6 separate regions of the Mus musculus genome follow, and regions 1, 2, 3, 4 and 6 are each linked to region 5. The links are chromatin contacts, called in public HiChIP or PLAC-seq and Micro-C maps. All regions are on one chromosome and are shown on one strand. The core of a region is the stretch at or near the end of the contact, and the rest is flanking DNA. Distances in the headings are between cores, read along the strand shown. Region 1 has its middle 7.2 kb from the start of Gm23118. Region 2 overlaps Camk1d (calcium/calmodulin-dependent protein kinase ID). Region 3 holds the start of Phyh (phytanoyl-CoA hydroxylase). Region 4 overlaps Camk1d (calcium/calmodulin-dependent protein kinase ID). Region 5 holds the start of Ccdc3 (coiled-coil domain containing 3). Region 6 has its middle 26 kb from the start of Gm23118.

Region 1 (4,347 bases), core at 1,782-4,281, 130 kb after region 5:
CTGGGACATGGAATCAGTTTAGCTATAAAGGCTTTGACTCCTCTCTTGGGCACACAAAGGTAGCTAAAAGCATCATAGAACCCTGGCATATCTGCCTTCATGAAGATGTCTCCTTTGCAATGGCTTAGATTCTAGGGTGCGTTCTTGTGGATATGCCATTAGACTCTGGATGTCAACCACCCATATTGATATAGAAATTAACGATGCCTAATTTGCTTCAAGGTTGAAGGTAGAAAGTAACTGAGGCATTTCATACCAACTTTAACAGACCCGGAGAAAGCTTCCAGAGTCTCCAGTCATTGTCCTAACCCCCCTGGATTCCAGGAACAGTAGAACCTCACAAGTCATCTCACTGCTGTGATTGCTCTTCAGCTACTGATGCATAGACAATGAATAGAATCTGGTGGGGTTTCATTCCCAGGGGTGCTAAGTGGCTTCCAATCACTTCCCAGAAGCTCTTAAATGTTAGATTGGGATATTCTCCTCTGAGTGAATACACTACTGTATGTAAAGGCCCTGAATGAGGGCCCAGGGAGATGGCTCAGCAGGGAAAGGTGCTCACTGGAAGCTTGATGACCCGAGTTTGGTCCTTAGAACCCATATGAGACAGGAGAATGGATGAAAGTTCTCTGACCTTTTACCCTTGTGCCGAGACATGTACGGCCCCTGATAAACTAACTACAATCCAAAACAAAAACAAAAAAACAAAAAACAAAAACAAACAAACAAACAAACAAACAAAAACCCTCATGTTTTAAAGCCTGGAATGAACAACCAGAGAAAGAGCAGAATTTGAATGGACAAGGCATGCAGCCAAGCTGACATAAACAGATACCCCTAGAGGTAAGTGGTCATAAATGAATGCATTCTGTGGGAATCATCTGAAACCTGTGGTGGGCAGAGGGGCTGACCAGCTGGGGGTCACCACTGCCCTTCCCCCTCACTGACTCATTAATTCATGATTCACCATTCTTCTTGCCATGCACACCCCAGTGAAGTCTGCTTGGCAGGCCGAAAGGCCTGGAAGTGCTCACGAGGCAAAGAGTTTCACAGAAACTCACCTCCTGGAGCTTTGGCGTTCTCATTAACCCGTATACTCATACCCTATTCCCGAGTTAGTCTGGTGTATGGATCCACGTGCTCTCTTTTAGTATTATCTTATTATAAGTGCCTTTTAAGATTGAATTCTGGGGGCCTGGAGAGATGGCTCAGCGGTTAAGAGCACTGACTGCTGTTCTGAAGGTCCTGAGTTCAAATCCCAGCAACCACATGGTGGCTCACACCCATCTATAAAGAGATCTGATGGGGGACCAGAGACCCAATTCCCAGCAACCACATGATGGCTCACAACCATATGTACATCTACAGTGGAAAAAAAAAAGATTGAATTCTGACATAGCTAAGCCTTCATCAGTGTTCCAAAGTCCTAGAAAGTCCCTGAGCTGACCATGGGCTTGGAATTCAGTAAGAATGTTGCCTGTTCAGTGACATTCAGTATCACTTAGAATAAAAGTCAAGTTGCTCCCATATACAGGAATTTACAATGGTTTAGGAAGGAGATGGAGCTGTGGTTTTGGAATATTGCATTATTCATAAGGTGGTTAGCTAGAGCAGAACTCCCTAATTAGAGCCACGACTTTGGTGTGAAAGCCCTTGCCCTAGGAGTGTAAAGATATCACACCTGGCTTCTAAGACTATAGCTGACCTTAGATAGAGCTGACTTTGTCTCAGTTGTTTTATTGCCCAGTTCCTGCCAGTCTTTGTGTTTACATTCCTCTGTTTTGTGTAAGAGTCATTAAGCATCCGGTAACCTCATTTGTACCTTGCCAATGTGTCACCTAACTTCCCTATTTTCTTCTGTATAAAAAGTCTGATGCTCAATTTGACAAATTACATTCAGATTCTACACAATCTCGCGTGTTGGTCTGCCTGTCATTCGCCGACTCCTTGCCCATCTGCACCCAGAGACCCGTTCCATGCAGACAAAGGGACCCAGAGGGTCTGCAGCACTTCCAAAAGAGTTGACTTGGTCCAGACTGTCAGCATTCCTTGTAGGCTTTGCCCCACAGTTACCTGGCAACAGTCAGGTATGCCTGAGTCACTATAAAAGGGGCTGTTTGCCCCCTCCTCACTCTCTTACTCTTACCCTCTTACTCTCTTATTCTCTGTCCCTTCTCTTCCCTATTCCCCTCCCTTCCAAATGTTCTTGACTGGCCTCTCCCCTCTCTCTCTCTCTCTCTCTCTCTCTCTTGTTTTTTTTTTTTTTTTTTTTTTTTTTTGGTTTTTCGAGACAGGGTTTCTCTGTGTAGCTCTGGCTGTCCTGGAACTCACTTTGTAGACCAGGCTGGTCTCAAACTCAGAAATCCACCTGCCTCTGCCTCCCGAGTGCTGGGATTAAAGGCGTGAGCCACCACACCCGGCTCCTCTCTCTCTTTAACTCTATCTTGACTCCCTCTTCAACTCTCCTTCTATGCCCTAAATAAACTCTATTCTATACCATATATACTATATTGCTGGTACCTGGGGGGGGGGGATGTCTCAGCATGGTCCTACAAAGGCACCCCTTCCACCTCACCATACCATGCCTCTACCAAACATATCCTGATTCTTTTTTATAAAACACAATACTGACACAAGGATGCAATGCTGGGAGCCAAGAAGTCTTAGCTTCCATGTCCTTTCTAGCTACTCCCTGCAGGTCAGGCTAAGATAACCAAGGATCTTGGTTAAGAGGAAGCAAGGGGAAGTTGTTGCTTATACTAAATGGAGACATTTCCCTAGTCACTTCCTAAAGCAATTCCAAGCAAGTCAGTGCCAGTGGGGTCCTTGGGAAGATGTTCTTAAGGATACCAGGCATGAATTTACAGCTACCTTAGAAACAGTTTCAAAAGCATTTCATCCCCCTTGGGAATAAAAAGGGCTGTACATATTTATAAGCAAGTGTTGGGGCAACCCCCACAGCTTTAACCAGACTTCTGCAGCTTCTCTGACCCAGAGCTTTTTCTGCTACTATGTAGGGCAGTGGTTCCCAGCCTGTGGGTTACAACTATTTGGCAAACCTCCATCTCCAAATGTTTACATTATGATTTACAACAGTAGCAAACTTAGTTAGGAAGTAGTAATAAAATAATTTTATGGTTGGAGGTCACCATAACATGTGGACCGGTATTAAAGGATCACAGAATTAGGACCGTTAAGAACCACTGATGCAGGGGATTTCTGTAAAGAGAGACCCCTGTAGAGAGCAGGCTGATCTCCCCCCTCCCCCACACGTTTGAAACATCAGAATGTGTAAATTTCTTTCAGCTTCTTCACATTTGTGGTGGGGGGGCCAAAGATCGACATCAAATCACAGAAGGATGACTCCCTCAGTCAAATTGAGTGGAAGGAGCCCTAGTCGACCAAAGAGAAAGCACTGGCTGTTCCCTGTGGCTCTTGGATCTTAACCTTGTCTGTGCAGGATGAAGTTGGAACAAATCCTTCCCAGTACTCTTGATCTGCAAAAGAACAGATCACAGAAAAAAATTTCCCTTCACTACGCTAGTATGGTGTGTACCAACAGCTCACAGAAGTGAACATGCTTCACCCCACAACACCTGCATGTAACCATCTCTTGAGTCAGATTGGCAGGTGGTCTTTCAGTAGAGAGCCTGGTCATTTCTAGAGTTTCCTCCTCCCTGCAGGGGGCACTGTGGTGCCCATGATCCCTGATTCTCTAACTCCCTTCCATGGAAGAAAGAATTGATAAATGCTCTTATTTGGCTGGAACGAACTTTGAAGTGTTATTGGTTCAATAGCTCAGCTCCAGATAATTGACTACAACACATGGTTCCTGTGTTTTTCGTAGCTCACTGCCACCTGCCTTTATTCTACACCTGATGGTTCTGGCAGCAAATGGCCATGGGCTGATGAACACTCTTGTTCCTGTGGAAGACGCATACATGCCACCCTGGGTCTTTGGTGTTAGAATATGTAGCCACCAGCGACCATGGGTTACTAGATTCCTGAAAGGAAAGATGGGGTTTTGGATGGGGAAGGCTGTGAGAGAAATAATGAGCCAAGACAAAGTTCTGATCAAGGCCAATGTTTACTTATGAGTCTAAGCTTATAAGGGGGGGGGGGGGGACGACCCATTCCCCACCATGCCAGGATCTCTTTGCTTTGACAGGATAGTGTCAGGAGAATAGGTTCAGTCTCTCAGCGGGTAGTGGTGTCTTAGAAGAAACCACAGATGTGGCAGACAAAAGACTTTAGCTAGGTCAGAAGACTCCACCCTAGGTGGGCTAGCAACTGTAGCAAGCCAGGTCTGAGCCAGCCTGCTCAAGGCTAGGGGAAGGGCACAGTTCC
Region 2 (3,991 bases), core at 1,268-3,767, 180 kb after region 5:
TCTTGCCTCAGCACAGGCTCCTCCCTCTCCTGTGTCATATCTATCTTGCCTCAGCACAGGCTCCTCCCTCTCCTGTGTCATATCTATCTTGCCTCAGCACAGGCTCCTCCCTCTCCTGTGTCATATCTATCTTGCCTCAGCACAGGCTCCTCCCTCTCCTGTGTCATATCTATCTTGCCTCAGCACAGGCTCCTCTGCGGGGGAGGGTCAGAAGATACAGGACTATTGGTCAGGCACTCCTCTGCTCACCACCAAATGCTGAGTATCAACTATTCCTGGGCATAGAAGAAAATAGCCAGAACGCCTACTGATATGGTATTACATTGTAGTTGGGGGCAGAGGAACAGATGGTCAACATTAAATTCATCATGAAGTCAAAGTATAAAAACTAGACACGAACAGTTCACTTAGAGCTGGTCCAGAGAAGCTACATTTCAACCTTAATCTAGAATTTTTTTTCCCTGCCTTATTCTCTGTGCTGGGAATGCTATTATTTTCTCCAGACCTCAGGACTGCCTTGCTCAGTTGCAAAGCTCTATGTGTGTGTCCCTTGCCTAGTGATGCTTTCCTGTCTCCACCCCCAATACCATGCAAAGTACTACATCTCTCCTTTATGCTCTTCAGCTTCCAGGCTCTTCTGTTGTAGTTCCTGTCTTAGTTTGTATCTAGGACTCACCATCTCTGGCTAGACTCTGTGTTCCCCAAAGGCACCAATACTACCATGCTCTGTTTTGTGATCCTGTACAGCCTGGTATAAACTTTAGCAAAAGCTTGTTGGAGGAATGGCTCCTCAGACGTCTTCACCTTTCTCAGACTACCATCCTTATTACCCTGCTCACTCCTCTCTAAACAAGTTCCATTCTTTAAGAGCCAGCTCAAATCTCATCTCTTTTTTGGGTCTTCTCAAGAAATACTTTGCTGATAAGTTCCTGGGCAACAGATTCTATGACATAAATGGTGTTTCTGTAGGGCTGGGGGAAAGACTCTCACCGTGGCCTTGAACTCACGATCTTTCCACCTCAACCTGCCCAGGGCTGTGATTATAGTAGTGTGCAATGGCTCTTTGATGTCCTGTATTAGTACTCAACATCCCTCAATTGTGCTCTGATAAACAGAAAATGCTTCATTAAAACATTTATGCATGTATGTACATGTGCAAGTATACACACTCATGCACATTGTCATAACACACACTTTAATAGTCATAAGACATCACTAGGGGTGTAGGACAATGGTAGACTACTTGCATCTAGCATGAATGAGTTCCCTGGGTTTGATCCTAGCACCCCAACCCAAATAGGGTTGAACATTTTTTTTAAAAAGATTTATTTATTTATTTATTTAATGTAAGAAGAGGGAGTCAGATCTTGTTATGGATGGTTGTGAGCCACCATGTGGTTGCTGGGATTTGAACTCCGGACCTTCGGAAGAGCAGTCGGGTGCTCTTACCCACTGAGCCATCTCACCAGCCCGGGTTGAACATTTAAAAATGAGTAAAATTGTACAGAAAAGACAATTTCAACTATGTTTTTCTGAGCACAATAATCTTTTTACTTACTTTCATTTTTGTGGTAAAGCACCCTAATGGTAAATAGAATATAAACGATCTTCTCCAAGGCAACCGGAACGAACATGGGGAACTGTCAGACAATATCACCCAAGCTCCTATATGCCTAGTGTCTGACAATATGTTCCATGGATTATGGTCCCTCTCTGTAGTTCTGCCAGAAGGCCTCCAAGCTTCCACCAAGCCAACCTACCTGCTGAACCAGCTAAGGACTCTTGTCCCCATGGTAACTGGCTGGAGCTCTCTCCTTCCTGCCCTTTTCCCTTTGCCTCCCCCCCCCCGCCCCCCCCCCCCCGTTCTCAGCTCTTCGGAGACATCCAGCGGTGTGTCCAGGACTGAGAACCTGACGTCCCTGGGTTCCATGCGGCCCAGGGACCCCAGAACACCGGCTCTTCCGCGGTACCCAGCGGCATCTGTGGTACCCGAGTCTGACCCAGACTCTGGCAGTTCTGTGGGTACCCCAGGCCTTTTCCCATCCCTGGAACGGGGGTTCTGCAGCTTCTCACAGCCTGACACCCACCCAGCGGTTGCCGTGGGGGTGCGCCCAGTCAAAACTCCCTGTGTCCACCTTGCCCAGCGGCCCTAGCCCTGAGCAGATGTGGGACCCCATTTTTTAACCCAGAAAGAAAGAAAGAAGGGAAGGAAGAGGAGGGAGGGGGAGGGGAAGGGGAGGGGAGGGGAGGAGAGAGAAAGAAGGAAGAATTTGCAGGTCCCTGTATTTATAAAGTAAATTGACTTTTGTTCTTTATCTTAAGGAAAGATTGAGGGAGGTGGCTACGGACATTATCAACCTGTCTGGGAGAACAGGATTGTGAAAAAATGGATCTCTGTGTATATCGATCCAAATTCCAATATAATCATGTCATACCGTCAGAGTTCAGTGTGATACTCCTATGAAGAGCTGTAAAGCAACACAATGAAGACGAAGTTTCCCATAACAGGACCTTGTGGACTCTGGTGGGATGAGGCAGAAGTTCTGGCATGCTCTCTGGACAAAGTACTTGGGACCAGGGTGGTAGGCCCAGTGAGTTTTCTAAGTACATGGAAACGTGTTTCTAAGAGGCTGAAAAAAAAAGGCGTAGCAACTGACTGACAACCAAGACTTTTCTGCTCTGGTCTAGCCCATGTGGAAAGGCTCTGAGGAGAGAATTGTTTCCATGGGAAAACTTCGTGCTTCTCTGTGACAGTCCAACTTTGCCTTCAGAGTGATTGTTGGCAAGGTGCTGGAGCTGGGTGCATGTACTCATAGCTGCTTCAGGGAGGGGCTTCTGGGCAGGGGCCGGAACTTTGAGTGGCAGGTCTCTAATCCTGTCCTTGAGTCGGTTGTGTGGGAGCCTGTTTTCCTCTCCTTCCTTTTGTTTTCTGGCCATGACATGAGTGGGTTCTTTCACCATCTGACAAGAGGCAAAAGCAGTGGATTCACTTGATATTGGTAACCCCTAAATCTGAGCCAACAGGGAATGCCACGCAAGAGAGGGCAGAGAGAATGTGGGAGCCAGAGGCCAGGGAGGAGCACTGTGAAAGTCTGTCTCTGACCTTTAGATGGCCGGCACACCTTTGAACTCATGGTGGCTGTGGTTACTTACACAAAACCAAGTCAGTCAAATTCCAGCACAGAAGTGGGGGGGGGGCTCCCAAAGCGGCAATGACAGCTGAAGAGCTGTCCTGTCAGGGGTTAATGGCTACTGGGAGAAGGGGCATACTCTTTCTATAGCAGCATGGCCATAGGCAGGTTGCCCAGGCTCCCCTGGTTGGCCCCAGAGCGATGCACATATGGGTAGCACTAGTTGGAATCGGTGGTTTATTTCCTTCAGAAATGGAAGAGGATGTGAAGGTGGGAGGGGGATGGGCTGAGAGTGCATCCAGATGTAAATATAATCAGAATAGATTGCATACATGTAGGCAAATATCAAAGAAAGAATAAAAAGTATTGTACAGAAATGACTGAAACTACAACACCCCCCCCCCCCCCCATTTATCTGCAAAGCAGCTAGGCCACATAAGGCTACCCCAGGCTCAGTGTGTCTCTAAAAAGCAGCAGCGGCTTCAACCAAGGATGAGCATCCTTTGGACTCTAAGTCCTGCTGGTACCAGGAACCACTACAAGTCTTTCTGTCTTGACTGACCTTTGGCAGAAATTTAGCAAGCTTTATTGAATGAAGGGGGCAGTGGGGGGTGTTAAGGAATATGAGTTCTAGTCATCCTATCATAGATATGATTGACTTTCACAATAATTAAATAAAACAAAGCTCTTTCGAAAGCAAACAAACCTTTTGTACTTATTACCAGTGCCCATTAGTGAACAAAACAGGGTTGCACATATATAATCCTGGTTTAGATTAGAGGGTCAATGAGGCTCATGAATATGCATCTCAATTCTGTAAGCATCTGTTTGAGCACATGCATTCCCCCCACACTACTCCT
Region 3 (4,286 bases), core at 1,648-4,147, 220 kb before region 5:
TAATAAGGTCACTCAAAAGGGGGGGGGGGGGCGGGGAGTGTCATCACCTGTTAGGACTTCTGTGAAGAGGCGGGGCAGCCACCATCTGGCCCGTGTTCCATTTTGCTGTCTCACAGGTGTTCCGGGAGCCATCTTAGATCAAATCCCAAGTACAGCAGATCAGGGCTCTTCGATCCTGTGGCGCTTCTCTCTCCATTCCACTTTTTCCTTCACAAGGTTGACCTCCACATCCCCCACAAAGGAGGGTGGTGATGGTCTTCACCTTTGACCCCAGCACTTGGGAGGCAGAGGCAAGTGGAGCTCTGAGTTCAAGGCCAGCCTGATCTATAGAATGAGTTCCAGGGAACTCTGTTGCAAAGTGAAAAAAAAAAAAAAAAAAAAAAAGCAGAGAGAAAAACAGAGACACAGAGAGACACAGAGAGAGGTCTTTGGACACATAGTCTGGAGTTTAACATTCCAAGATAGGGTTACAAATCTGAGATCTTCTCCTGAAGGCTGAAGTTTAAAGTCTGAGGCTGGAGGAGGTGACTGAGAAAGCTGGTTTTCACAGAACGAAGATGTAAAAGGACTGACTACAGATCTCAGGAGAGGGAAGGTCAGTCAGAAAAGGAGGGAGAGGAAGCCACTGCGGGCCTACTCCACATGGCCGCACGCAGAGGATTGCATGGGATAGAATGCAGTGAGACAGAACCCCTAGATGAGCACATGGTGGCCGCTTGCGAAGAGCAGCTCGTTAGCAGGATGAGCTCAGAAATGACCTGGGCTTTAGAGAAAATCAGGAGAGAGAATCTAGGACTGCAGATATCATCTATCATTCTTTCAGGATTGGCTATGAAATCATTTCCTTTGCTTTATCTGCTTATTATTTTTATTTTTGTTTTATTGTGTGTGATAGCTTACTGTTAGTGTGCTTGCCTCTTATGGGGGATTCTGGGTTCTAAGCTCAGTTACCACAAGACAAACAAACAAACAAACAAAAATACAGGTTAGGAAACGTTACACACAGAGCCAGGAGGAAATTCTATCTTGAGTGCCACAATCTCTCATCCTGTGCTGGTCTTATGTCAGTTTAAGACAGATTAAAGTTAGCTGACAGGAGGGAATCTCAAGGAGAAAACGCCTCAAGAAGGTCCAGATGTTAGGCATTTTCTTAACTAGTGATTGATGGGGAAGGCCCAGGGCATGGTGGGTGGTGCTATCCCTGGGCTGGTGGCCTGGGTTGGTGGTCCTAGGTTCTAGAAGAAAGCAGAGGCTGAACAAGCTATGGAGAACGAGCCCAGTTAAGCAGCACCTGTCATGTTCTCTGCTTCAGCTCCCACCTCCAGGATCTTGCCCTGTTTGAGTTCCTGTCCTGACTTCCTTTAATGAGGAACAGATCAGTAAAAATGTAAGCCGAATGCACCCTTTCCTCTCCAACTTCCTTTTTTGGTCATGGTCATGGCGGCAATAGAAACCCTAAGACAGGCCCCAAAGCCATAATTCTCTCTGTTTTTTAGGGAAACCAGTCATCCTCAGAATGACGGTCTTAATCTTTCAATTCTGCTTGAGGTGACCCAAATTCAGACTAATTTCAGTTTTGTTTTCTTCCTTCTCCCTGCAGTTCCCATTTTGCACCAGGTGAGGGCAGTAAGAACACACCTATTTCCCAAGTGGGGGGTGGGGGGGGAATGCAGTCAGTCCTGCTTTTAAACTGTGGGCTAATTAAGCCGGTCTCTCAGGACATGGTCAGGCTTCCACCAGGTTGCTCAGGCTGGACAGATGAGGTTGGGAGATAAGCAAATGACCAAGCCGGCCCTGGGAGCTTCAGCTAAGCGAATCTCGTCCTAAAGGTCAAGGCACAAAGGGCAAATCTCTGCAACCTGAAAACAGGAAGTAGCCAGCTGGTTACTTGCTTGTCTCTCCTGGACTATGGCACTGTCACCAAATTATCTAATGAAAGCATTTAAGAAACAATAACATGTTTATGGAGTAACTAGAAGCAATCTAGAAGTAACTCTCTTAAGAGACCGAGAGACAAAGAGATTGAGATTATGTGTAGTGGTTGAATTTCAAAGACTTTAGGAAAACAGTTTTGTTTTGTTTTGGGTTTGGTTTGGTTTGGTTTGGTTTGCTTTTTCGAGACAGGGTTTCTCTGTGTAGCCCTGGTGGTCCAGGAACTCACTTTGTAGACCAGGCTGGCCTCGAACTCAGAAATCCCCCTGCCTCCGCCTCCCAAGTGCTGGGATTAAAGAAAACAGTTTTTAGCTACATAAGAAATTTTACATGTTATACTGGCTGGTGAGATACACAGTGGTTAAGGGAGCTTGCTGAACAAACCTGACCATCAGAGTTCGATCCCCAAAACTCAGGTGGTGGAAAGAGACTCAACTTCCCTGAAGATTATTTCTCTGATCTCCACAAACAAGGATGCAAACATACATACATACATACACACACACACACACACACACACACACACACACACCACACCCCATCACCACTACCACCACCACACACAAAAATGTAATGTAAGTTATCCTAGACCGTGTGGATCGCTCTTCTTAAAAACTAACAGCCAAACTTTCTAATATTTTAGGATGAATTCACGCTAAATTTAATGTCTCTTCTGAATAACACAGATGATTTTAATTTTTAGTGGGAGAACTAGTCACATAGATTAGTTGTTCATAGATTAAAACTACCAAGTTAAAAGGGTGGCTCAGATCCCTAACGGCCTCGGGCTGCTCGGCTTGCATCACCCCAGTCGCAAAATTTCGGACCTTGCAGATTAGAACAAAGACACAGCGGCGGGGAGCAAGGACTCCAGACAGCCTAGGCTCGCTCCCTCATCCCCAGCTCCCCAACCCCCAGCCTGGGGGAGGTGGCGCTGTGTCCTGCCCTTGGACAGAACTCCACCCTCTACTAGGAGGCGGGGCCTTGCCGTAAGTTAAGTGTGACCTGGGCGCAGCAGTTTCGTCTGCTGGCCCCCACCATGAATCTTACGCGCGCCGGCGCCCGGCTGCAGGTCCTTCTGGGACACCTCGGCCGACCCTCGGCCCCAACGATTGTATCCTTTGGGCTGTGGAAGGGCTCACAGGCTCGAAGGAGCCTCTCCGCCCTGGTGGTGGCTTCAAGGACATAAGAGAGCCTCTGCGCCGCCATCTCTTCCCTGTCTCCATCCCTAGGGTTCCCGGGTGGAGGCTGCATCCCCAGAGAGCCCTCGTCTTCTGGAAGGGCTCTCTGGTGGGACTTCTCTAGGCAGCATTTTGAGCCTTCAAGAAACCGTGGTTTCTTGCTGGTGTAAAGCGGGAAGCATAAAGCGAAAGGTGACGACGTCATCACAAAGAGGCTTGCCATTTTTTGAGTTGACTTCTGCATCCAGAAACACCAAGGACAGTTGCCCACAGGTGCTTGCCTGTGACCAAGGCCGGCAGAGGCAGGGATTCTCAGAGGTCAGGAGGAGGCGCCAGTCGCCAAAAAGAGAAGGCTCAGGACCCTGTCCAGCAGGTAGCTAGCTGCCCATCTCCACCTGCCCTCTGTCTGTCACCATCCCACTAGCTGTGTAAGCTCCCACTCCAGGGGCCAGGTGTCCCCAGTCTCCTGAGGACTGAACTGGTTCCCGGAAAGCGACTTCAGAAGCGAGTGCCTGGTGATAAATGCTTGTGATCCCCCTGGGAGGTGCAGGTGCAGACTCGAGGGTTGGTTGGTTGGTTGGTTGGTTGGTTGGTTGGTTGGTTGGTTGGTTGGTTTTTCGAGACAGGGTTTCTCTGTATAGCCCTGGCTGTCCTGGAACTCACTTTGTAGACCAGGCTGGCCTCGAACTCAGAAATCCGCCTGCCTCTGCCTCCCAAGTGCTGGGATTAAAGGTTCGTGCCACCACCGTCCGTCCGGCAGACTTGAGGATCTTAATGGCCAGCCATCCTGGCCAAAAGTGACAGACGGTCTAAAAAGCAAAACAAAACACTAAACCAAGGCTTGGAAGCAGTTATGCACACGAACACGTGTGTGTACACACACATCACACACAAACACATACATGCATACACTCAGACTCTTGGGGGATGGGAGGAAGCATCAAACTGTTGGCCCCTCGCCCTAGAAATTGCTAAAAATGAATGGTTTAGGGTTTTCAGTGCCTGCCACCTCCGAGGCTGATCATAATAGTTGTTTATTTGGCCTTCCCTGTTATTCTGCCTGTGGGGCTTTTGGTTTATAAGCAGCGGTGTGCCAGGCTTACCTCAAGCTTAAACTCTACAGGCTAATAATGTAACTTCATTTTACACTGAGAAACTAATGGGGAAAGACCC
Region 4 (4,224 bases), core at 1,322-3,821, 220 kb after region 5:
ACCACACACACTCAAATGCACATACACTCACACATACACACCTACCATGCACCACACACATAACACACACACACACATACTCTACACTGCACATGCACTACACATACACACACCAAATTCACATACATACCACATATATACCCACAACACACATACCTACATATATATGTGTGTGTGTGTGTATGTATATATGTATGTATGTATGTATACACACACACACATATATATATGTATGTATGTATATATATATATATATATATATATATATATATATATATATGTATATACACACACACCAACATCACACATACCACACTCACACAGCACACACACATATATACCACCCTTCCACACACAGCATACACATATATGCACCCACCCACACAGCACAGCACACACATAATACATACACACATACACGCATACCATGCCACACACAAAAACAGCACACATACACAGCACACATACATATACACTACCTTCCCCCACACAGCACACACATATATGCACACACACACAGCACAGCACACATATAGCACATATACACACCACCACACACACACCACCCTCCCCCCACAGCATACATATATATGCACACCACACACAGACACATAGCACATATAACACACACACTACACACAACAGCAAACATACACAGCACACATACATATACACTACCCTCTCCCACACAGCACACACATATATGCGCACACACACAGCACAGCACACATATAGCACATACACACACAAACACACAGAGTCCCAGGCTCTCCTGTACTAAATACCTCTGTTGTCACCTCTCTTCATTATCAGTTACATGATTGAGAAAATGCTTCCTGTCACATACTCTGTGACTTTAGGGGACCCATTTGGACATTTTAATTAATTCCATAGATCAGACACTCTGACTAAACTTCTTAGTTGTGACTTTGCCTCTTGGTGGCATCAAGGAGAACAGAACCCTAGACTTAATTAAATGGATTCCACATTTAGGTTTATATTGACAGACACCTTGTACCTCTGAGCAGCATTGCTACCAGATGAATCGATTATTTTTCCTCATTATTATTACCAAAAAGAACTCACTTGTAGCAGCTTGTTCTCCAAGCTAAAGGAGTCTGGGTCCTTCTCATAGATGCTGCAGGCAGCAGCCTCAAGGAGTCCATGCTTATGCAGCACTGGTAACTCTCCTTGTCTTTGCCTGAGCTCCACCTTCTGTCAGGTCGTCAGATGTCTGAACACCAAACAACTCTTAGGAGAGAATTCAATAAATGTGTGCTGAAGGAATGAGTGAAAAGAGAAGACGTCTTAAAAGTGTCACGAGCCTTGTGCTTTGTGTGCAATTCGGCATGTGTCTGTATAAAGATGAGTAAGATACAGCCCTTGTAGGTGCCAAAGCCACAGTGTGGTGAAGAGACGAAGCAGACATGGGCCCCGGTTCAATCTGATGAGGAACCATGCACTGAAAACAGGGGGAGAAGGATTCCGATGTTGAAGGAGAAGAGGCAGGATGGTAACCAGAAGAGGTGAGGGTTCATCTGGGCTTTGATGGATGCAAAGGAAATTGGCACAAAGACTTGGGGGTAGAAAAAGACCCACGTTGGCTGATGACTGCTCAAAGACCCCAGAGACAGGTGCCCTCTTTCACTCTGGGTGCTCGGTAGATGTGAGCAAAACCAGTAGCTGCGTTACTATTGCTCTAAGAGAACTCAGGGTTTGGCAACCAAATCTCACAAGTACTTGCTTACCTGCCCTTTAAGGAGTCGCTTTCAACACTGTCCCTAAGTCCATCCGTTCTGACCAAAGCAAGAAACCAAAACAAAGCCTGCAGATGGCGGCCACCTAGCAATGGGGACACTGCCATCCACATAGGGGAGCCAAGAGTCAATCTAGAAAGCTTTAGAGCTTTCCTGTCTCAGAATTAAAATGAGATCAGCGAGGTGCATAGGTAAGAATATTCTGTTAGAGCAGGAAAACCTCAGCTCGAAGCCCGAAAGCAAAAAATGGTCCAGAGTGATGGAGCCTGGAGAATATGGCTCACCACCTGGGGCGTCCTGACCAAGAGACTGAATCTCACAACACAAGCTAGCACCCCTCACTTTTGATACCCGTGACTCATGGTGGGTGCAACAGACTCTTTGTTTGCTGAGTCCCTTGTTTTTCAAAGATGCCAAGGGTGCACCTTCTCGTTCACCCCCTGCTGCCTGCACAGACAGCACAAGGGAGAAACTGCATCCGTACACCGCACACCCACACATCTTCGCACCAGCTGCGCATGCACTTGTCACTCACTCAACTGCCTCTCTACCTTCTCCACATTCCACAGTCCCACCCATCTATGCCTCACCATATTATCATAAGACAGCTGGCGGGCCCATCTGTCCCTCTCTTGAGTCTCTATGGTCATCTTAACGACTCGGACATTTAATGACTCACACCCCAGGGCCATGGGTCCCACCCGGGGCAGCCCCTAGCGGTTCTCTCTGCCACACCCTCTCAGTCAGGATCCCATCCTACTAAACCTCTCAGCTCTTTCCCTTCTTCATTTCACTCGTAGTTCCTGTCTGGCGGCTCTCGGCTTCCCTCCTCTGAGAAACTTGGGAAATGAAACAGTGGTGGCATACCAATGTATGACATACCAATGTATGACAATGTAATTATGCAAAGACCTGAGACACCATGGAGTGCCTCCAAGGACACAGAACTCCCACAGTGCTCTGCAGTCTCTAGACCCATTTAGTCTCAGACTGGATCTCCCAGGCCTGTTGGGAAGGTTTCCTAGTTGTACCTAAAGACTCATGGGAATAGTGGAGGCTGTTAATACTAATTCATCCTTCCTTAGGGAGGCTTACACAGTGTTCCCTCTCCCCCCTCCCTTCCCTCTTCCCTCCTTCCTTTTCTTCCTTCCTGTGCTGGGGACACAGTAGGTACTGAGTACATATTTGATAAGTGACTGAATCCACTGAGGTGAACAGTTGTCTGGGAAAGTGCTCCCTGAAGGCTTGGTTCTCAGCATGTAGTACTTTTGGGAGATGGCAGACCACTGAGGTAGGGCCTGTTGTGAGTTTTCCTGGTCAGTGCGACTAGACCTTTGAAGGTGCTAATACCCCATCCTTTACTCTTCTTTTCTGCTTCCGGTCCCAGCCACAGGGTGAATGGTTTTACCAAGTGCTGTGGCCATGATGTGATTTTTTGTTGCAAGCCTAAAAGCTACAGGGCCAATAAATCACAGTCTGAAACCTCCAAAAGGAAAAAAAAATCCACCAAGCAAAATTAACCTTTCTTATTCATAAGCTGATTTCTCTCCGGTATTTGTTATTGCAACAGAATGCTAACACAGTTCTGGTGGGCTGTCTCCAGAAACCAGAAGATGAATCTCAGCACCAAACTGTTCACACTGTCAGCAGCCATCGCTGCATTTTACATGGGTGACAGAAAGAAGGTACACTTGTGATTTTAGGAAAAGCTGTCACAACCCCTGACTCTGTCCACACAGACCCAGGTCAGCTGACGTGAGGGGGCGACTTACTCATGGATTCTTCTGTACTCCTTGTACCAGTGTTTCCTCTCTGGCTGCAGCAATCTCAACATTTATCATGTTTTATTGAGTCCCACACCTTATCAATGCTTGGTGCTTTACTGTAAACCATCCAAAAATAGACACATAACCTAATTCTGTTATTAGAACCTGGGAATCCATCCCATTTTGCTCTTAGACTCCAGTTGGGCCCACAACCAATTCAAACAGGATTTCCACCCAACTGCTAAAAGGTTTTAGGGAAATTGCTTCACTGATAACGTACTGTGGAGGGGTCTCTCAATATTTGTATCCTTCCTTCAAGAGAAAGGCAGGCCTCTGTGATTGTGCCAAGCTCCAATGCTTCAGAAGGAAGATGAAGTTGACATGGAGACAACCCAGCTTCATCGATACACACAAACACGCTCACATACTCATTATCCTTACCAACATAGCCTGGGGTCCCGCAGGCCGTGGACATCACATCTCCTTTGCCCTCCATTTTCGACAAGCCAAAGTCACTGATCATTATTTTGGACTCCTCGTCTTGACTGTAGTATAAGAGATTCTCCGGCTAGAAAACAAAACAGAAGCAACTTACAGACTGTAAAGCAAGCCTGGGCTGTAGGTCTCTCATCCTAGCTACTTGGGAAAGCATGTCTCTCTGAATAAAAAATAAAAAGAGGCATGGGAATGCAGCCCAGTGG
Region 5 (4,182 bases), core at 1,101-3,600:
ATCTCTGCCCTGTAAGCCTCCAGCCTGTAGTATTTCATCATGACAGTCAGAGCAGGTTCATACAGTAACCTTTCGAGAGTTCATAGCTTAAATGTCCAGTGAGAGACAATGAGGCTGTGCTGATAAGTGGCCTCTGATGTTTGGCCTGATGTTGCGTCACTACTCATTGTGTGAAAGTCTGGTATTTCCCATGGCAGGTAACTGCAGAGAGCCATTTGTCATCCACATCCTTGGCACTGCTGTCCCCTGGATTTATTTTTGCCTATAACTAAGACATTTTTCTACATAATTTAGGCGTCACTGAGCACAGCGGTGCACACTTGAGATTCTTGCGCGGAAGCATTAAGGGGCCACGACGTCGCAAGACCGAATCCCTGCCCACCTCCTACCACCATCAAGATAGAAATTGGTCGAGGTCGCAGGCAGAGTACTTGACACATGGAAATCTATGGCCCATGAAGGGCCTCTTTCTCACACTTGCTTCTGTTTCAGGGCTTCTATGAGGTTTGTGACAATTAAGCCTGATTGGCTCAGGGACAATAGTCTAAGCTCATGTGACCCTCATGATGTCTGAGGCTCTCCAAAACTGACAACTACATAATGCTGCCTGAAGTCTCTTTTACTGTCTAAAACTGCCCCACACCCTCCCTCGGGTTTCTTCCAACCCACCTTCCTTCTAAGCCCCCTTTGCGTAGTTTGGGATTTGTAAGAGCTGCCTGTCAACACCTGCAGCCATCCCAAGTGATCACAAAAAGAACCATCCAACCATAGTTTCAGGACACCCTGGAAGACTGCGGCGAGGTGAGGCCAGCCTTCACACTTCCTTCCCACACCTGTATATTCTCTTCACCTCATCCTAGGACGGCTCTTCTCTCCAGGTCCTGGAACAACTCCGGATCCCAATCCTGCAAACCCCAATGAGAAGCTTCCAAACAATCTTCTAAGGGCAACTTTGCTTAAAAATCTGCTGAAAATGCATTAAATACATTATGTATATTATGATAATGATATATGGCTAACACCCATAACATATAATTAATACACTTACACACAGGTATTCTCTCTCTCTCTCCTTCCTTTCTTCCTTGCTCCCTCCCTTCCTCTCTCTCTCTCTCTCTCTCTCTCTCTCTCTCTCTCTCTCTCTTTCTGTCTTTCTTTCTTTCTTTCTTTCTTTCTTTCTTTCTTTCTTTCTTTCTTTCTTTCTTTCCTTCTTTCCTTTTTTTGGAGACAGTTTCTTTAGCCCATGCTGGACTCAAATTCCCTGTGAAGCCTCCCTGTGTAGGTGAGAACAGCCCTGAATGTTGATCCTCCTGCCTTCATCTCCCAGTACCGGGTGTTTGCCACTGTGCCCCTCTGGTGAGGTGCTAGGGATCAAGTCCAGGGGGTGATGGATGCCAGCCAGCACACTGGTAATGGAGCCACACCCCCAGCCTTCTTGTGATTGATTCTCATTACACCAAGAATAGTAAAGGCAATGGAGGCTGGGCACTTTTGAGGGTTTTGGTCTCTTCTATTTTACCCACTAACTAGTGAAAAGCTTTTTTGAATTTATGGGTGAAGTTGCTTCCCAGGTATAGAACTTTCTGAATTTGGGGCTGTATAAAGCAGTTAAGCTTAAATAAATAAATAAATAAATAAGCCGTGAACAATGGATTTTCAAATCTTTATAGGGATTCTTTTGACATTATTATTACAGAAAACTCAATGTGTGTGTGTGTGTGTGTGTGTACATGATAGAGAGAGATGAGAGGGAAAGGGGATGAGGAGAGGAGGGGAGGGTGAAGGGGAGGGGGAGGAGAGGAAAGGGGAAGGAGGAGAGGGGGAACAGACAAGAGAGGAGGAGGGGATGAGGAGATAAGAGGGAAAGGGAATAGAGGAAGGGAGGGGCAGAGAAAGAGAGGAGAAAGGGAAGGAGAGAAAATATTATTCTACACGAAGTTCTGGGAAGATAAACTCAGATTTGATTTCTATGTGCTTTGATTCTAAGTCACTTGCATTGAAAACTTAAGACTCCTGCAGAGCACTCCACTGTACAAACTGAGAGCAATAGTAGGAACACCTGCCTAGGGAAAAACTCTACTGGCAAGCTCTGACCTAGCCCATAGTTGGGTGCTACAAACCAGTTAGGTCTGGTGGTCAAGGCGTTGTACGCACATCTCCTCTAGTCACCCTGGAGTCCCAGGGCGCAGGGGTTCGTCCCTTCCTCCCGGGAGTTCTGCACGGGCCGGTTGCGGGGTTGACGGACTCCCCGCCCCTGCCGCGGTCCACGCCCCAATCTCCGCCCGTCCCGTCGCGTCCTCTGGACCCTTTTTAAGCGTGGCGGGGCGAAGGCCCGGTCATGGTGATCCAGGCCGAAGAGCTAGCCGTGCACCCAGCTCTCCGGAGCGCGTGCAGGCGAGCCGAGCGCCCCGTCCGCGGTTCTCGGGCAGGCGCTGCGGGCTCCCCGGCTCCCCGCCGTCCCGGGCACCCGGGCGGGCCATGCGCCCGGGCTAGAGCGTAGCCGCCGGCATGCCGCTCCCGCTGCTGCTCGCCGCGCTCTGCCTCGCCGCCTCCCCGGCGCCCGCGCGCGCCTGCCAGCTGCCGTCGGAGTGGAGACCCTTGAGCGAAGGCTGCCGCGCCGAGCTAGCCGAGACCATCGTGTATGCCAAGGTGCTGGCGCTGCACCCCGAGGTGCCTGGCCTCTACAACTACCTGCCGTGGCAGTACCAAGCTGGAGAGGGAGGGCTCTTCTACTCCGCCGAGGTGGAGATGCTGTGTGACCAGGCGTGGGGCAGTATGTTGGAGGTGCCCGCCGGCTCCCGGCTCAACCTTACTGGTCTGGGCTACTTCTCCTGCCACTCCCACACGGTGGTCCAGGACTACTCTTATTTCTTCTTTGTAAGGTGAGCCTGCCCCCCTCTGCGGGCTACCTGCAGCAGGTTAGGAGCGCCCCGGGGGATCCGTTCCCCCTCCCCCAAACTAAACCACGTCCTAGGCTCTTCTCATTCTTTCCTTGCTCTGACCGCCCTTGGCTAAAGCTGTTTAAGATACAGTGATGCCTTTGGAGTTTATATGTATAGACCGGGTTAAAGACAAAAAGGTTAATAACGTGCTCTTGTTTATGAGATCGGATTTTTCTGTGATCTTCCTGCCTCAGCCCCTGAGTAGGGGGATTACACGCTACCACACGCAGCTATCAAAGTGCTTTCCAATCACTCATTTGATGTTTTGAGAAAGATGACCTTTGCCATCAGTTGTTGGGATTCTTTCTGGCTTTGAACTTCTTTGTATAAGTTTCGAGCCAGTTCTGAGTCCACTCTCACGCTGCTCCCCTCCACCAGTTCCTATCTGGATAAAAGTGGGAAGCAAATCGTGACAGAAGCTCGCGAAGCACCTGGGAAAGTCCTGTCATTTAATGTACACCCAAGCTCTCCTTTCCTACCCACCTTGATGCCAGAAAGCAGCCCCCCCCCCCCCCCCCCGTGCGCTGTCTTGTCTTGCTCTCTTATACCAGCTACCCTGTAATTCAAATTAGCAGAGCTTGACTGGGCCCGCTGGTGGGAAAGGTAAAGACCCCGGGTCACAGTGCTTTGAAGTGTGCAGAGGGGGGAACAGGCAGGTGGTGGGTCCTATGTAGACACCACCAGTCTTGTGAAGTTCCACTGAGGTTGGCCTGTGACCACAGCAAATTCCCCCAAATTCAGTTCATTTTTTATCTACTACTGAATTCAACCTAAATCACAGGTAGGAAACAGCTGGTGGATCCTGAAGCTGTGGGTTGCTTCTAATTTAATAAAGATGGATCTAGAACATGAGGGGTGGGGGAGGATAGGATTTTATAAAGATGGATCTAGAACATGAGGGGGTGGGGGGGGGAGGATAGAATTTTAGCCACGTTTTAAGACAGTGATTCAATCCAAAGGCTTATGACAGGTACTAGTCTCAGTCTTACCACTTGTAAACCAAGGTTTTGGGAATAATTCTGACCGCGGGCTGCAGATTCAGTTTTGAAGTCTCTGAGAAAGAAACTGGTAAGCTCCGCAGAAGGGGGACTGACCGGTAAGCTCAAGGCCACATGTGCTTTCCATAGTGAAGGCAGGCTAAGTTTAGAACGCGTGTTCTGCTTTGTGTGGCTTTGAGCTGCTTAGCCAGATTAGGTTGATTTTTTTAAAAAAATTAAAAAAAATTTTTTTTGTATTTGTC
Region 6 (4,054 bases), core at 969-3,468, 150 kb after region 5:
TTCCTTTTTAAATCTTGGCACATTGATCAATTTGAACCTGAAGGGAATTTTATTTCTCATGGAGAGGCCCTAGTTACACCTGTACCCTTCGTAATGAATGCCCTCACTTCCAGTTCCCACGACGATGCTGGAATACAGCCATGTGGAAGATAATTCCACTCTACTCCTTTAATAAATTGCTCCTAAAGAAGTTCTTACATGCCCAATGCAGGAAAGAAGTAAGCACCCACGACCATTAAGGACTTTTTTTTTTTTTTTTTTTTTTAGAATAGAACTGTCTAGGACACGCAAAAAAAGTAGAGCCTTCTGATCTTGATGACTCTACTTGCTTTTCTCCAAGACTCTGCTTCCTGCTGAAAGGTCCTTGAGACATTCTGAAGACACACCCTGTAGATCGCCTAAGGGCTGGCTCCAGGCTCAAGAATGGGCTGGCGGGGGATGGGCCTTCCCCCTTATAAGCACACTCTTTTAATAAACTCTCAGGCCTTGATCAGAGGGGGAAAAAAAAGGAACTGTCTAGGACATGCAAAAAAAAAAAAAAAAAAAGACAGAATCTATTACAGCTGTAGTATAAAATAGTCACCAGGAATCCCTACGTGTGCCTGAGAAAATGGGGGCTGGCAATAGCTTTAGCCAGATGGGGACTGGACAGATCAGGCACACATTTCCTCTGCACATTTTGGCTCATAGACCTGCATGTGTATAAAAAAGAAGTCAGTGCTCACTTTTTGTATTTAAATATTAAAAGAACCCCAACTGAGGGGAAAAAAAAAAAAAAGGAAATTCCAACTTCTTTGGAGTAATTTAGCCAAGAGAAAACCCTTGGTCTATATGTGATGGTTTCTATTCCATTGAGAACTTTAAGAAATTTAAGTTTTTATTTAAAGTTTAAAATAGAGACATTAGGCTCAATATTTACCTATTTGGTGAATAGGTTCTTTCTGAGGGACTGTTTGTATGTTGATTGCATTATAGATGTTTATTAACTAAGTTAGGGTTTCTAGTGTTGTGAAGAAACACCATGACCAAAAAGCAAGTTGTGGAGGAAAGGGTTAATTTGGCTTACACTTCCACATCACTGTTCATCATTAAAGGACATTGGACAAGAATTCAAACAGGGCAGGATCTTGGAGGCAGGCGCTGATGCAGAGGCCATAGAGGGATGCTACTTACTGGCTTGATCAGGCTGCTTTCTTAGAGAACACAGACCACCCACCCACAATGGGGTGGGCCCTCCCCCATTAATAACTAAGAAAAGGACTTATGTTTGGATCTTGAGACATTTTCTCAGTTTCCCCCTTTTAGATAACTCTAGCTTGTGAGACTAGCCAGCACATTTATGTAACAACTTAGAGACATCCTCAGTGGGAGACACAGGAAAGGATGGTGGTAGGTATCTGAGTTACTTTTCCAGTGCTGTGATAAGCCACATGGCCAAGGTGCCTTATAAAAGAATGCATGTAATTAGGCTTATAGTTCCTGAGGGTTAGAGTCCATGATGGAAGTGCGAAGGCTGAGACATTGCATCTCAAACCAGAGAACCCGTGGGAGTGGCAGAAGTCTTAAAATCTCAAGCCTACTCAGATGACACACCTCCAAATCCTTCCCAAACAGTTCTACTGACCGAGGATAAAGTATTCAAGCCTATGAGCTTGAATAGGGGGTCACTTTCATTCAAACCACCACAGGAGAGAAGGAAACACCAGTGGTGGTGGTTCTAATTTCAGTCTTTTAAACGTTCAGATAGTGTTGGGTTGACTCCCCAATTACAAGCACTCTCAACAACACATCCCATTTAGGTCTGTATATTTTTACACCACAGCCCTTTCAGTTAAAACAAAGAATTTAGATAATTAGACTTAGACTTATAATGAACATTTCAACTGAAATTAAAAGGATAAAAAAATAGAACCCTCCAATTGGTACAAAAATAAAAACAATAAAGTTTTGTCTCTGGGTGATTTTTCTCCCCTCAATCTCGTCATTTTAATTTACTTTGTGTGTGTTTTATATGCTAATCAGCAGAGTAGTACACCTCTATAATATTCATATATATGAATAGCCATTTATTTAGAGCATGCTCAAAATATTTTTACCATCAGGATGCATTATCTATCAAACTTGTTTAGACACTTTTTGCTCTTTCAGAGGCTCTGGGCTAGGTCCTATCACCTACACTGTGGCTTACAACCTTCAGAGGCACCCAGTTCTATGGGCTCCAGTGCCCTTTTCTAACCTCTGTGGGTACACAGGCATACACGTGATACATGCACATGTCTAGGCAAAACGCTCATACACGTTAAAAAAAAAATACTGTTTAGAGACCAGTGAACTAGATTAATGATCTCTTGTTGACTTTTTGTCAACAAACAGACAAGAAAAGCCCTGTTTTTTCTGTTATTTAAAACCAGAGTCATGCTACCAACATTCCCTGGGCCTGAGTCATCATTGTTAATGTTCACATTTGAGCTTGTTACTTTAACATGGACTTGGAAAGAAATAGCAGGAAATGTGCACTTCACAGTGACTCAGACAACCTACCCTCCTGCTCTGGGCTGGGATCCAAACCCTGAAATTTGCAGGTTCAACTGGAAATTTCCCATATTACTCAGGATTTGAACAGCTTACACCTGACTTGGGAACACCTCCCCCCTCCCTTTTATTTTCTCTCTAGGCAAAGGCAAACATCCACGAGGAACACTGGGACCCCAAGGCATTTTACTGATGCACTTTAAATGAACCATCCAGGATCATGGAGTTTGCTGGTGGCACCTCAGGGACCAGGACTATGCAGTCCCTTGGCCTCCAAGACCCTCTTTCAGCGGCTGAGGTGGGGGGAGGCACCATGAGAAACATGGAGATTTTGGCTGGTGATGAAACAGGACTAGATAATGTCTGGCCACTCAGTGATCCCAGACAGTATTTAAACAGAAATCTCCAGCGCACACTGATTTGGGCTTCTGTATGGGATACAATGGGGAAGATTTACGGGATCACCAGTGCTGGAAAGTTGCTTCATACAGCCATGTCTCTGGAGACTGGGGAGCTTGCTTAAAGCTTTCCCAGACTGAAGTCTTTGTCCTGGATGGAGAACTTGAAAATCTAGCTCTTCCACTGGTGCCAAATGTTCTGACAAATACTGAAGGAATAAAAGGTCTGAAATGAAAGCGGGTAAGGCATACTGGAAACTCAAGAGAAGTGTGTGTGTGTACTTGTGCATGACAAGTGAGTGTATTTGTGCACGACAACATGAGTGTATGTCTGTGTGCACATGTGCATGAACATGAGTGTGTCTCTTTCTTTGTGTGTCTCTTTCTTTGTGTGCATTTGTGTTTCTGTGTGCATGTGTGTGCACATGTGTATGCGTGTGTCTGAGTGCACGCCAACAGTGCTCATTGCTGTATCTTTAGTACTTGGAGCAGCACCTGCTGTATAGGAAGTCATGAATGATAGTCTAGATATGAATAGTTGGGACTCTATGTCTATTTTATGACACTCTGTCAGAAAATGTCATGAATGGAACAACCTGAGAAGAGGGGAGAGATGAATAAAGAACAAGTTTCTAATCTGCTAATGCTGGGCTTGTGGGTGGCCAGGGAGTTGAGCTAGAAAACCCACTGCAAGAGGAAATGAGAACCATGGAGAGACACTCCAGTCTTCTCTCAGTGCTTTAAGCGGCCCATGGGCTGTATTGTATCTACAGGAGGCCTTGGAGAAACTTGCTTTTCTTTCAAGTTTTCCCTTGGCTTCTAGGGTTTCTACTGCCACCTTTGAATCTGTTGGGTAGTATTGGGGACATGACACTGGCCTCTGTGGAGGACAGTGTGATAGATCTAACTCCTTGGCCCTTGCATGTCACTTCCTCCTGGACCCAGCCTCCTCATGCGTGAGGCGGAAGTATTACTTTCTTCTTCCCATGCAAGGTTGGGGTGAAGACAGAATGGTCCTGATGGTGAGAACGTTCAGACGTTACAAACCCTCTGTGTGTGCGTTTAGAGGATAGGCTTGCCTCTATTCAGATTAGCCTGACAGCTTTGACCTGGAGCAGTACCCT

The links. Hi-C and Micro-C count contacts between places; a contact is called where the count stands out from the background. HiChIP or PLAC-seq counts read pairs in DNA pulled down with a chosen protein or histone mark.
Region 1: a contact with region 5 is called in an HNF4G HiChIP or PLAC-seq map of pancreatic cancer cells. The contact joins the enhancer-like site here to the promoter of Ccdc3 in region 5. A contact is called at or near these places in 6 of 39 promoter capture datasets (the HPC-7 cell line, cranial neural crest, embryonic stem cells and 3 more), 1 of 484 Hi-C or Micro-C datasets (uterus), 1 of 115 datasets of contacts at active chromatin or transcription factors (pancreatic cancer cells) and 2 of 9 other capture datasets (adipose tissue and pancreatic islet).
Region 2: a contact with region 5 is called in an HNF4G HiChIP or PLAC-seq map of pancreatic cancer cells. The contact joins the enhancer-like site here to the promoter of Ccdc3 in region 5. A contact is called at or near these places in 4 of 39 promoter capture datasets (the HPC-7 cell line, liver and stem cell-derived epiblast-like cells), 1 of 115 datasets of contacts at active chromatin or transcription factors (pancreatic cancer cells) and 1 of 9 other capture datasets (pancreatic islet).
Region 3: a Micro-C map of embryonic stem cells shows a contact between it and region 5, with 2.9 times the contacts expected there. The contact joins the promoter of Phyh here to the promoter of Ccdc3 in region 5. A contact is called at or near these places in 1 of 39 promoter capture datasets (hippocampal neurons), 3 of 484 Hi-C or Micro-C datasets (all in embryonic stem cells) and 1 of 115 datasets of contacts at active chromatin or transcription factors (embryonic stem cells).
Region 4: a contact with region 5 is called in an HNF4G HiChIP or PLAC-seq map of pancreatic cancer cells. The contact joins the enhancer-like site here to the promoter of Ccdc3 in region 5. A contact is called at or near these places in 6 of 39 promoter capture datasets (HPC-7-derived erythroid cells, cranial neural crest, embryonic stem cells and 3 more), 1 of 15 datasets of contacts at CTCF or cohesin (the NIH/3T3 cell line), 3 of 115 datasets of contacts at active chromatin or transcription factors (embryonic stem cells, pancreatic cancer cells and stem cell-derived neural progenitor cells) and 1 of 9 other capture datasets (embryonic stem cells).
Region 6: a contact with region 5 is called in an HNF4G HiChIP or PLAC-seq map of pancreatic cancer cells. The contact joins the enhancer-like site here to the promoter of Ccdc3 in region 5. A contact is called at or near these places in 8 of 39 promoter capture datasets (the 3T3-L1 cell line, 3T3-L1-derived adipocytes, the HPC-7 cell line and 4 more), 1 of 15 datasets of contacts at CTCF or cohesin (the NIH/3T3 cell line), 2 of 484 Hi-C or Micro-C datasets (liver and neural progenitor cells) and 2 of 115 datasets of contacts at active chromatin or transcription factors (fibro-adipogenic progenitors and pancreatic cancer cells).

Annotation. Positions count from the first base shown.
Region 1 is chr2:5,265,135-5,269,481 of GRCm38.p6, forward strand. No RefSeq gene overlaps it. Among named protein-coding and RNA genes, the nearest start is that of Gm23118, 7.2 kb to the left of the region's middle. Within about 2 kb of position 3,032, at least 7 of the 459 cell types and tissues checked have an H3K27ac peak or open chromatin away from gene starts, as enhancers often do. A contact at or near this core is called in pancreatic cancer cells, where this site is marked.
Region 2 is chr2:5,319,049-5,323,039 of GRCm38.p6, forward strand. All of the region lies in intron 6 of Camk1d (calcium/calmodulin-dependent protein kinase ID), which reads right to left. Among named protein-coding and RNA genes, the nearest start is that of Gm36906, 6.0 kb to the left of the region's middle. Within about 2 kb of position 2,518, at least 5 of the 459 cell types and tissues checked have an H3K27ac peak or open chromatin away from gene starts, as enhancers often do. A contact at or near this core is called in pancreatic cancer cells, where this site is marked.
Region 3 is chr2:4,916,099-4,920,384 of GRCm38.p6, forward strand. It overlaps Phyh (phytanoyl-CoA hydroxylase), which reads left to right and starts at 2,898. Exons shown (of 9, transcript NM_010726.2): 1 at 2,898-3,046. The coding sequence starts at 2,972. Gm46728 (a long non-coding RNA gene) reads right to left here and starts at 358. Exons shown (of 3, transcript XR_001783222.2): 1 at 48-358.
Region 4 is chr2:5,350,705-5,354,928 of GRCm38.p6, forward strand. It overlaps Camk1d (calcium/calmodulin-dependent protein kinase ID), which reads right to left. Exons shown (of 11, transcript NM_177343.4): 5 at 3,965-4,091. Among named protein-coding and RNA genes, the nearest start is that of Gm36906, 38 kb to the left of the region's middle. Within about 2 kb of position 2,572, at least 10 of the 459 cell types and tissues checked have an H3K27ac peak or open chromatin away from gene starts, as enhancers often do. A contact at or near this core is called in pancreatic cancer cells, where this site is marked.
Region 5 is chr2:5,135,426-5,139,607 of GRCm38.p6, forward strand. It overlaps Ccdc3 (coiled-coil domain containing 3), which reads left to right and starts at 2,351. Exons shown (of 3, transcript NM_028804.1): 1 at 2,351-2,882. The coding sequence starts at 2,509.
Region 6 is chr2:5,284,148-5,288,201 of GRCm38.p6, forward strand. No RefSeq gene overlaps it. Among named protein-coding and RNA genes, the nearest start is that of Gm23118, 26 kb to the left of the region's middle. Within about 2 kb of position 2,219, at least 92 of the 459 cell types and tissues checked have an H3K27ac peak or open chromatin away from gene starts, as enhancers often do. A contact at or near this core is called in 3T3-L1-derived adipocytes, neural progenitor cells and pancreatic cancer cells, where this site is marked.